Linked DNA regions of Hermetia illucens: region 1 is linked to region 2. A link is a contact called in public Hi-C data. All regions are on one chromosome and are shown on one strand. The core of a region is the stretch at or near the end of the contact, and the rest is flanking DNA. Distances in the headings are between cores, read along the strand shown.

Evidence for each region. Hi-C and Micro-C count contacts between places; a contact is called where the count stands out from the background.
Region 1: a Hi-C map of whole body shows a contact between it and region 2, with 5 times the contacts expected there. The contact joins the promoter of LOC119656017 here to the promoter of LOC119655785 in region 2. A contact is called at or near these places in 2 of 2 Hi-C or Micro-C datasets (an unstated tissue and whole body).

Annotation. Positions count from the first base shown.
Region 1 is chr4:102,996,616-103,002,268 of iHerIll2.2.curated.20191125, forward strand. LOC119656017 (putative ATP-dependent RNA helicase TDRD12) reads right to left here and starts at 3,287. Exons shown (of 23, transcript XM_038062267.1): 1 at 2,885-3,287; 2 at 2,696-2,799; 3 at 2,521-2,635. The coding sequence starts at 3,076.
Region 2 is chr4:102,821,601-102,827,095 of iHerIll2.2.curated.20191125, forward strand. LOC119655785 reads right to left here and starts at 4,109. Exons shown (of 4, transcript XM_038061876.1): 1 at 3,808-4,109; 2 at 3,570-3,682; 3 at 3,388-3,502; 4 at 1,953-3,319. The coding sequence starts at 3,996. The coding sequence ends at 2,087.

The DNA.
Region 1 (5,653 bases), core at 2,037-4,536, 170 kb after region 2:
CGCTAGAGACCATAGACCTAAAATTATTGCCGGGGAGGCCGAGTGACGTACACCAGAGGTCAAACCTTACTTGAAACCTTCGCACACTTGGATATTGCACTAGCCAACGTTGCATGCATCATCAGCTTCATCAGAAGGTTAGGCTGATTCGTCGAACTGATTTGCTTCAGTGCCTTGTTGACAAAAGGGATAGTCTGGCGGGTGTGACCACGAGACCATGTTTCCAGACATTAGAAACGGAGGAGGCGATATTCGAATGCGCAACAGAAATGGAAAAACTCGAAAGGTTGGCTTATCCACTGAAGCTTTCGAGAAGTGACTTTAGAAAGACATCACAATCCCTGAACGAAACGGCGCTGGAAAAGCTGAGTGAGCTGTCCGCGAATAACTGAAGCATGCTCCTCTAGAATGCCACGACGGCGTTTCTACCACAATAAGAAACAAACCTACTGGTGGAACTAGGAAATCTCACTACTGAGATCATCCTATCTACGAGGTTGTTCCAAAGGGAAGCCAGAACACACCGGCAGATGGAGAAAGAATTCCACCATCTTTGAAGTAGCCTTAAGAAACCCATACGAGGAAATAAGCGGAATTACTTGACGTGTCTGCGACTTTTGTTCAAAATAATTGCAGTTCTTTTCCCATAACACGAAGAAAGTGGACCCCCTACCAAAGATTTAACAGAAAATTTTCCAAATTCCCGGGGTAACCGAGAAAGAACTACAAGAGATCTGTGGGCGAATTGAGAATAAGAATTCGAAATTGAACGGGACACCAAACATAGCCCTGAAGTCGGCTGCTAAAATCACGTCACAGCGTTGTCAGTTGGTAATACTGCGCCGTGGCGATGCTAGATGTCAGAAATGCCTTTAATTTCACCAACCGGGGTTGGATTAAGGACACCTTGGATAAACTAGGTGTCCCTGTTTATTTAGACCGGTTACTATAGAGGCCTGTCGGAGACTCTTCTTTGATATGAAACGAATAACGGACCAAAATATGCTTTGACGGCAGGTATTCCCAAGGCCCCGTGTTGGGCCCTGCTATGGAACGCAATGTATGACAGAGTGGTTTATCTTCACGTGCCAAGGAAGGCAACGGTGGTTGGTTTTGCATGCGAACTGGCGATGGTGATAGCTGCGAAGCACCCAAAGGGAGCGTTTCGCTCAGTGCAGGATTTTGCATGCGACCTGGCGATGGTGATAGCTGCGAAGCACCCCAAAGAAGCGTTTCGCTCAGTGCACGATTTTGCACACCCTGGCATTCGAACAATGAACCGACTAGTCCCCAGCAAATATTTCTGGCCGTGCATACATGAAGGGCATGGATTCTGGTGATGGTCACTAGGCATGCTTGCAAGGAAGTAAGTGTAAATCGACAAGGCGCTTCCCCAATATACACCTAGTTATTATAGGCTCTTTGCGAGACTCGCACGGCTACGAATACTGCGTCACGATCATTGATCGGTTTACGCGATAGCCTGAGGCAATACCTCTGCAGGACGTAACAGCACAGTCATATGCTGAGACTCTCTGTTGAGAGTGGATTTCGCGCTTTGGTGTTCCCGTCATAATCATCATCGGACAAGGAATGCAATTTGAATCTACTATCTTCTCGAGGCTCGGAAAGCTCTTGGGATTCAAACGTCGTATAGCCGACTCTCCAATGACTCGGTCCTCGACAAGAGACGAAGTTCCCAGATTAAACCCACTATCGGCATCTCCTCACACGTAGCCGACGGTTCACATCCCTAGGGAACTCGAACCTTGTACTCACGTTCTGGTGAGGACTGATACCCTCCGAAAACCGGCCCCTGTTAATTCGATTGACAGTGGCCACTATCGGTGTTCTCCGTGGCGGAGCAGGCCATGATTATTTAATTTTTGAATTGTAAATATGAATATTGATAAGTTGAGAAATGTCAGTTTAAGAAAATAAAAAGAAGATTATGTCCCGTGTCTATGTGATGAGTGTATTTTTGCCTTCAGTGGATTTAAAGTAATTTGCAATTTAATTAAGCATTCCAAAGTGTCATGTAGTGGCTAACATGTCTGTAGTTAGTGAAAAGGAAGAGTTTTCACTAGACTAAAAATTTTCTGGTATTTTAACATCACCACTCAGTGAAGCAGTGTCTAGTTCTGTCCGGTATTCCGAATAAAGACGCTCAAAGTGATGTGTGGTTTTACCTAACAAGGTAGAACTACAAAGGCTCTGTAAGGCGGGGGAATGAGAAGGTTAGTACGTAGTAATATGTTAAAGGATTCAGGCTAGTTCTCACAGCGGGACACAGTCACCTGCACTTCCAAAAGAAAAAAAACGAGAATTTGGCCGCGTATAGGAAAAACGGAAATAGCTTTATTAACAAGGAAACCTACGCGACCCTGGTTCCAAGCAATATCATGCAGTGTTCCATAATCGACTATGACTTCAGCAGAAAACAAACAATTTTGACTGGCCCAGTGGATCCATCATTTCACGAAAGAGTTTAAGGCGATTTACTAAAAAATGCAATCTCACCTTTTGAGCTGGTACAACGTTCATAAGTCCAGCGAAGAACACCGACTGCCGAGGACCATCCTCAATGTCGCTGGGCCAGGGTTTTATTAACCGGCCTTCGACTTGGAACGGTACCCTATGGGAAAAAGCAGGTTTACTTCTAATGAGAATTCCAAATGCAAGAAGATGCACTCACCCGTAATCAATGGCCCATACACTGTACTTTTTCCCCGACTCGGCTACGAAGTCGCATTTAGCCCGGATCCATCGACCCAAAGAGAAAATGTAAGCGACGACAATCTGCAAAAACGGGAAATCGTCAAGGTTAAATCGTTAGTCCATCGCTATGGCGATGCCGAGAACTGTATTCCTTGTGCACACACACCTCGTCAACTTGGGGCTGGTACCCGCTCGCCGGCGAATTCGCGAACTTAAAACAGTGAGTTTGCAACTGATTTTCCCACGCACATAGTTCAGTATTCGCCAGGAAACTCGATTCGTACTTGAACCAAAACATATGCGGGTTGATGTAGTGGGTAATTCTGATGCAGTCCCGTTCCTCTTCGTTGCTAATCATGTTTACCGATTGGGGATATGTTTTTGAGGTTATCACAAACAAATGTAAAATAACTGTCTAGTCTTCAGATTTCAACGGAAACAATTGGATATTTTGGATATGTAGTTCATGCGGACTCAAAGTCACTAAAAACAAAATGACATCACTAGGTGGGAACTGAATTGCTAAAGGAAAACCACTAAATGAAAAACCGACCCGAAGACATGGCGCATTCGACTATGAGGAAAGATGCCGCAACAAAGCCAGACGTGCGGAATTGCCAAATACAATATTTTTTGTATTGAAAATATCGTATATTTACGGCGCGCCACTGATTGAGCATTTCAATTTCTAACGGTCATTTTTGTCGGACTGTACTGTTGACTGTTGCTGTGGGGTTTTATCCAGAATGCCGACAGCATAGTATATCTAATAGGGACCATACCCTGCCAAACAAATTGTGCAATCGCATTTTCCATTTACTTGGTAAAATTTTGTTTAAACCTTAGTTACAAGTTGCAAATGCACGAACAAAATGTCATTGTGCTATTGAACCTATTGTTATTGCGTCCGACACTTAGCTATATTAATTTCAAAAATCCTTTGAGGATAGACCCAAATTCTTTCGGAGATCTTTTGCAAATGGTACTACCACACATATATAAAGAGAACACACAATTAGGGGATGCAATATCTCCTAAGCAAAGGTTGTTTGTAAGTTTATGATATCTAATATCTGGACCTACACACGCACTTTAAAATTTGGAAAAGTTATTTCTCTCAAATACTAGGAAAAATTGTGGTAAAGGTTGGAAGGGCAAGGGCCGCGCCCTCCATAGTTCCCTTGTACATCGCGGAGATGATTACCCTACCAATAAGCTTATTTATGATACGAAAATAGCTTCTTTCCGCTATTGATTTTTAGCAAGAGTAGAAAGACGGGATCTTTTTCTTCCTTCTACATATCCAGTTTAGGATGATAATATCAAGTTATTGTAGCTCAGTGGTTAGAACACTGTAGTTCGGAAGGTGGCGGTTTAGATCTCACTGGAGGCGGGCGGATATGTGTCGTGGCTTCACGTCGGATACCAGTCGACTTAGCAGTGAATTAGTACCTGATTCAAATCAGGGTAATAATCACGGGCGAGCGCAATGCTGACTACATTGCCTCCTACGGTGTCCTGCAATCGTACAGTGCACGTTACGATCTTGAATGAAGTGGTCTAACGCAATTCAAAACGTTGATCTAACTTGATTCTGGTGCTAACGATTATTATTATAACAAGGAGAGGAGGGTGAATGCTGCGATTTTTCAATGAACTTTGAGAAAGAGTATGTCAAATTTAAATCCTAACGTTTTGACGTGAATGTAACCCAAAAGGGCTGTACACTTCTTTTCGATGACCCTACATCCCGAATTGATACATTTATCTCGATACGAAGACCGCGTCCTCACGTTAGAAAATTTCAAAATTGATCTGCAATCTGCGCTCACTGAGTCCTCCTAACATTTCCTTGACTTTTTTTGAGCCGCTACCATCGGCTCCGCCTTTCAGCACTCATTTCAGAATCCCTCTTCCTTCTTCCCTCGTGCATTCATTCCATGTGGCATGCCTATTGCAATTTCCGGATTTTGACTAGTTTTGATGGGTCACCAAATAATTCATACAATTCATGATTGTATCTAATTCGCCAGGCATCTCCTTCAATCCTTTACGGCTCCAAAAATATTTCGAAAGATTTTTCTCTCGAAGGTATCGATCTGCTTTTCCGACATTTGCGTCAAAGTCCCCGTCTCGCATCCATACAGCAGCATAGTCCAAATTAATATATTGTAGATGCGCAGTTTATTGCGTTTGTGTACTTTTCTCGATCTCATTTTGTGGAGGACCACATAAAATGCTTTATGAGCAGTAGCAATCCGCCTTTGGAATTAGTGTTTTTTATTTCTGTTCTTCGAGAGTAGCGCTCCTAGGTAGAAAATGGTCCACCTGTTCGAAATTATGCTCGATCACTGCAACGTTCTGCATACTAGCAACCGCCTTTCGAGTTTGGATAAATTCGTTTTGAATTCAGTGACCCTGAGCCCCACTTCACTCGCTGCTGACTTGAACTGCATGAACACTTCCTTCACAGGAAGCATCGATCGGGCGAAAATATACACATCGTGTGCGTAGGCCACTATTTGTGCTGATTTTACCAATAACGTATCTCTGGTATCAACTGAAACCACCTTCCTGTCGACGCATTCGAGCAAAGACGATGGGGCAATACCGTCCCTTGCTTAAGTCCTAACACTAAAAAAAATTGGTGTCAGTTCATTTTGGATTTTTACCAATGGACAGTTGGTGCACATCGATGTCATACTCCCAGCATTTATCGAGCACCTGCTTAACTGCGAATATCTGGTCCGTTGTTGATCATCCGGATCTAAAGTCACCTAGGTATCCCTGTCTGTATACTGTCTTAGTCATCGTTCCATTATATTTGTCAGCACCTTGTAGCACGTACACAGCAGCGAGGTTCCCCTATTGTTTTAGCAACGCACACGATCTGCTATTCTGTATACTGGACAAATTACACTTTTCCTCCAGTCGT
Region 2 (5,495 bases), core at 2,859-5,358:
TCCTTCGGTTTAGGCAGCTCCCCGCCTCACTGATACTTCCGGCCATCCTGAATATTGCCCTCTTTGCCTGCATCTGTATGTGCATGCCGTTGGGCATGTCCTTATTGCCCCACTGATACACACGCAAGTCAGTCTTAGGAGTTTGTGTAATTCCCTTGCTTGTGTGCTGAATTCGGTTCTTTCTGCCCAGTTTATCGCTCCATAGGTAATCATTGGCCTTACTATTGCAGTATATATCAAAAGTAGTATCATCGGGCTGCAATCCTATTTTTTCCTGCTATGGACCTACAAGTCATCAGAGCTCTCGTGGCTTTCCGACATGTGTCTTCCAGAGTAATTTTTGATCTAGCGTAATTCCCAAATATTTGACCTCTGTTTCTAGTTACACATCCATGTCATGTAACCTTATGGCTCTCAGGTGACCAAGCTTACGTCTCCCAGTGAATGGAACTATGGTGGTTTTAGCTGTATCGATCCACAGTCCCACCTTCCTGCACCAGGCACTAGTAACCCTTAGGCCAGTTTGGATTCTATCACATAGGGTATCTTCATATTTGCCCCTACAGATTAAAACAAAGTCGTCCGCGTAACCCTGGACTTGTATTCCAGTATTTATTAACACGTCCAAGAGTTCGTCCACTACCATACTTCACATAAGCGGCGGCAACCTTGAGCAGTGTCCGTGACAATGGAATTTGTACCTGTCGGTAGTTCTATTTGCCTGCTTTCTAGCATTTTTCCCATCCCTTTCGGAATAAAGACCACTTTTGCTCGTTTAAAAGTACGCACTGCCCACCTTAGCCTAACTTCTGATCATACCTCTTTTGCTAGTTTCCAGTTCTCCTTTTATTCGTTGTTGGGGTATCAGGCAGAATGTTGTCGCTTGCCACCGTGGGGTAGGACCTCGGGAAATGAGTTCTGAGAAGCAGGTGTAACCTGTCTTCCTCATTCTCGGTAAATGTCCCATCTTCCCTCTCGACGCAGACAGAGGAAATTGCCCCGCCTTTAGCTACAGCCTTGTTCTGTGATCTGTTCAAAGTCGATGGTAAACGACTAAAAGGCCGGCCGAAACAGCAGTAGTTTAATACGCTGGATCAGGATTTAAAAGCCTCGCGATTGTATCCAGATCAGGCATTTGATAGATCCAAATGGCGAAACCAATCACAATGAGGCGACCCCGCTGGTGAACGCGACAAAGGCTGAAGAAAAAGAAGCTTTTGTGATCTGTTCGATCCCTTCACAGAATTCCCGGAAGCTGGCCCGTTTTATTTCTCTGATCGCGTTAATATACGCGTCAGTGCATTTTTGTACTTTTACCAGTCCCCGGTTTGTTTTGCCCGGTTGAAGAGTTTTCGTGCCTCTGTTCTCATTCTGACCAGGTTTGTGTTCCATTATGGTAGATCCCTTGATGACTTAACGTTCTTAGTCAGACAGCTGGCCTCATAAGCGTTTTCTACCACTGTTTCTACTTGCAGTTCGCATCTGGTGTCATCACCCCCTTGGAGGTGGCCAATGTTGTTGTTCAAGTGCATGGCATAGGATTCGCAATCCATTTTCCTGGGATTCCGTAATATTCTTTTTATTCCGGAGTTACCCTCAATGTCAAATCTGATTATTCTGGAATCAGATCGAACACCCTTCAATTCCTGACCATCCCGTTCATTAGAGTATTTCCTAGAGTTATGTCTAGTACTTCCTGGCTAGTGCTGGTCACAAATGTTGGAGTATTCCCTAGGGTAAATATATGTTACCATATTAAGAAGTAACCTACTCTTGAAAAACCAAATCAAATCAAACCCCCGAATGCGTGCCATTTGGGAAAAGAGAAGATGAGACACTCTTCTGGCAGGCGAAACTCTTAACTAAAGACCAAAGACTCCAAAGACTCATCGCTCATAGACTAAAATTTCAGGTAGAGAGTGATACAAACATTAAAACATAGGACAATCTACTGTTATTGAAACGTATATTTTGCATGTTATACATAACCATATTTAGTTCAGAAAATATTAAAAAAAGTAAACAAAAAATCATTCCAAAACGATCTTGTTATCCCACCTTTTCCGACTCTTAGGAAAAGATCCTTTTACCACCTTTCATCAATGACTTTCGCATAATTCCCTTTTCTGAAACCGTTGTCGTTACGATCGTTCCGTGTTGAAACCGCATAATTGGTTCCTTTCTTGAATCGATTATTCTTGTTCATTCCGCTCCTATTAAAATTTGAGGAAGGCGCGTCATTTTTTATAGCTCTGCTATTCTGCAGATTTCTGAGATCGAACCCGGCCGGTATAGCGCTTGGCGGTATCTTTTGCTGTGCAGCTAATTTCTCCTGCAGCGACTTCCGCCTATTGTGCATCCGATCCATCACGACCCTTATCGCACTATGAGTTGGCGCGTTGCTTTGCCCGCTAATCACAGATTTATCGCAGTCGATTTCGTCCATATCTTTGGCTTTTCTGTTTACTTCAGTTTCGTTTGAAGTGCTACTGTCGTCCTTATCATGGCAAGTTGACTTTGGTTGAACAACTAAAGGAGCTTGAGTCGATTTTCCGTTTGTTCTCGGAATTGTTTCGGAATCTCCAAATTCGCTTCCACTTTCTTCTTGTAAAGTTGTGTACCCTTGCTTGCGATTCTCAGAAGGCGGCGGGGGGATACTCTCCTTGTATCGTTCCAAATGTTTTTTACGATAAACTCCGCCCTTCAGCATCACAGGATTATCGTCAACGAATCCGTCATCCTTCTCAATAGGCAATTTTTCGGTAGCAATTTTCCTGGTAAGCGCGACACTTACCGACGATTCACATACCGACGCAGTGTCGTCACCGACCGTCGAGTCCTCTCCCTGTCCTTGGCATATTTGGTTTCTTAACGCCCAGTCAGTTATCTTCCGTGTAACCTCTTCTTTATACAAACTCTCTCCGTCGTTTTGCATTTGATTTCTTATTAACATTTCCTTGGGCTCGAATCTGGCCACGTTCGAGAGTTTATTTACATTGAACTTCGACACGAAAGATGCTCCCTCGTTGTTTTGCCACCTGGAGATCTGGTTTGTGCCAATTTGCCGCATGACTCTCAAGAACTCTTCGGTGTGTACCGCATGATTGATTTCCAGCAAACTAGCGTCAGCTTTGATGATTTGGTTCGTGTGCGTGATGAACTCCAAGTTGCCGAAATACTGCCCTTCCTTGCTGATAATGTGCCGCACGAACCTTATGTGCGCGGCTTCGTAGATGAGGTTCTCGATCGTCCGGACAGCCAGCGGTGACCATTTGGAGGTTGGGTGAATTTCAGACTTGCATGTTTCAAAATTAAACTCCTGTGAATAAAAAAAGTAGTAAGATGAATTCCACCCTTCCGTAAATGTTCAATTCCACCAAATCCTACCTTCTCAGCAGGAATTATGTTGTTGATGCCTCCGAAAAATACGGAATCCTCGGGAGGCTCCCCGACGTCTTTAGGAAATCTTTTTATCCATCTGCCTTCAGTTTGGAATGGGATCCTGGCGGAAAATCAGTGCGAAATCAGGATGTCAACAATCTCATTGTAGGATTTATCCCTAAACTCACCCGTAATCGATAGCCCAAACCACATACTTGGTATTGGCAATAGTGAATTGTACAATTTCGTCACACTTCGCCCGGATCCACCGGTTAAACGAGAAATTGTAGACGGCGACTATCTAGAAACCAAAACATTGATTAGATTTTGCAATGAGGAACTTAGTCCTTCGCGCCTAATCCCAACATACTCAAGAAAAATTACAAGTTACACACACCCAGTAAAAGGACTGAGACTGAACAATACCTCGTTGATTTGCGCGCGATAGCAAGACGTCGGTAGTGGAGGCTTATTCGAGAGTAAAGCGGACAATCTGCCCTCCCACTTCGATAGTTCAGTGTTCCGGAAGAAACTGTCCTCGTACTTGTACCAGAACATGTGCGGGTTAATGTAGTGTGTGATTTTGATCAGATCTGGATCCTCACAGTCGACCATCGTGCGTTTTTGATGCTGTTAGTACGATGAAACCACAGAACAAAAACACTTGCCAGAACCTCAAGTGACATTTGCAAAACGCGAACGCCGACGCCAAAAGCCCACTTCTTCCAGTGCTTGTCAGACAATTTGTTTATTTACAAGCCACTTCCAGCGTTACCAGCCGTGAAATTTAAAAAATATCGTAAGAATCATGGCAACAAGTGGCGCGATTTACACGGTTGAATTGGAATTAGAATTAAATTGAATCCATCTCATTATGAAAACAAATATTGTATTAATAAAATATTGCAATTAGGACTTGTTTATACAATACACTAAGTGTAGTGAAAACTAAAACAGAGCATCACTGAAAAAAAAACATAACAATAATCGATGGTGCAACAATCTAATTTGAGCATAAACGTATTGAGCATTTCATTCTGAAATCGTAACAACATGATCAACATTACTTTCGTTCAAGACTATAATTCTTACCGAAGCGAAAATATCCGCAAAAAAATTGATACTAGAATGGAATCCCTGTAACTGGACGCTCCATTTATAAAAGTTTTGTTTTTCTTTTTCGATTCTTTCATAGCTAAAAATTCAAAATATTCCTCGAGATAAAAAAATTAGATAGATGACTACTGGTGGTTACTTGATGTTGTGTGCCACTTATATATACATGTATATAGCCCAAAACAAAAGAGTTCATGCACCACATACCGAGAAAGACAGTTTCTTTCCAATTGGTTCCGTCCGCCAACAAACGGATGACGAACTCAGGCTTCCCTCACATCCTTAATTTAGATCATGCCTAATGTTTTTAAACGGCATTTATGGCGTTTATCAAAACGTGAACAGGAGAGATTTTTAGGGATGCTAGAAGAGCGAGTTACGTCACCCATCATTCCTAACATACCTAGATTGCCATTGATCCAATATAGTGATCGTAAAATCTTTGAATGATGATTCTTTTCGTCGCTTACTATTAATTGATCCCAATAGTCTTTCAAATAGAGATTTCTTTACACACTTTGACTTAATTGATTTCTAATTGAGCGGATTGTTCAATATTTCCTTCTAAGTGATTTCAAGTGATAATAGACTTTTACGTAAACATTTGATTTGATTACCTTCTACCTTAAAGTTATAAAAACTCTTTAAACTCTAAGTTTAAAGTTAAGGTATAACTATCGTTACGTTCCACAGCTTTTATCCTTCCTTAAAATATTATGGTAAAAGAAAGGGTATTTGCTTCATTGAATTCAAAAAATATCCTTTCGGGATCTTCCGGAATTTGTATAACGATAATAACGATAACTGTCGCACATCTGAGGGAAATGCAAATATTAAAGAAAGCTTCCAAGCAGACGATTTCATTAGCCATGCAGCACTTGAAAAAGGGAGTATACTAAGAACAAATTCCTGTTGTGGTGTGTGAGAGAACGACCTCGCAATCTGGGAGTTATACATATCTCAAACCTATCTAAACCTCGTCTTCATCTTGAGTACGT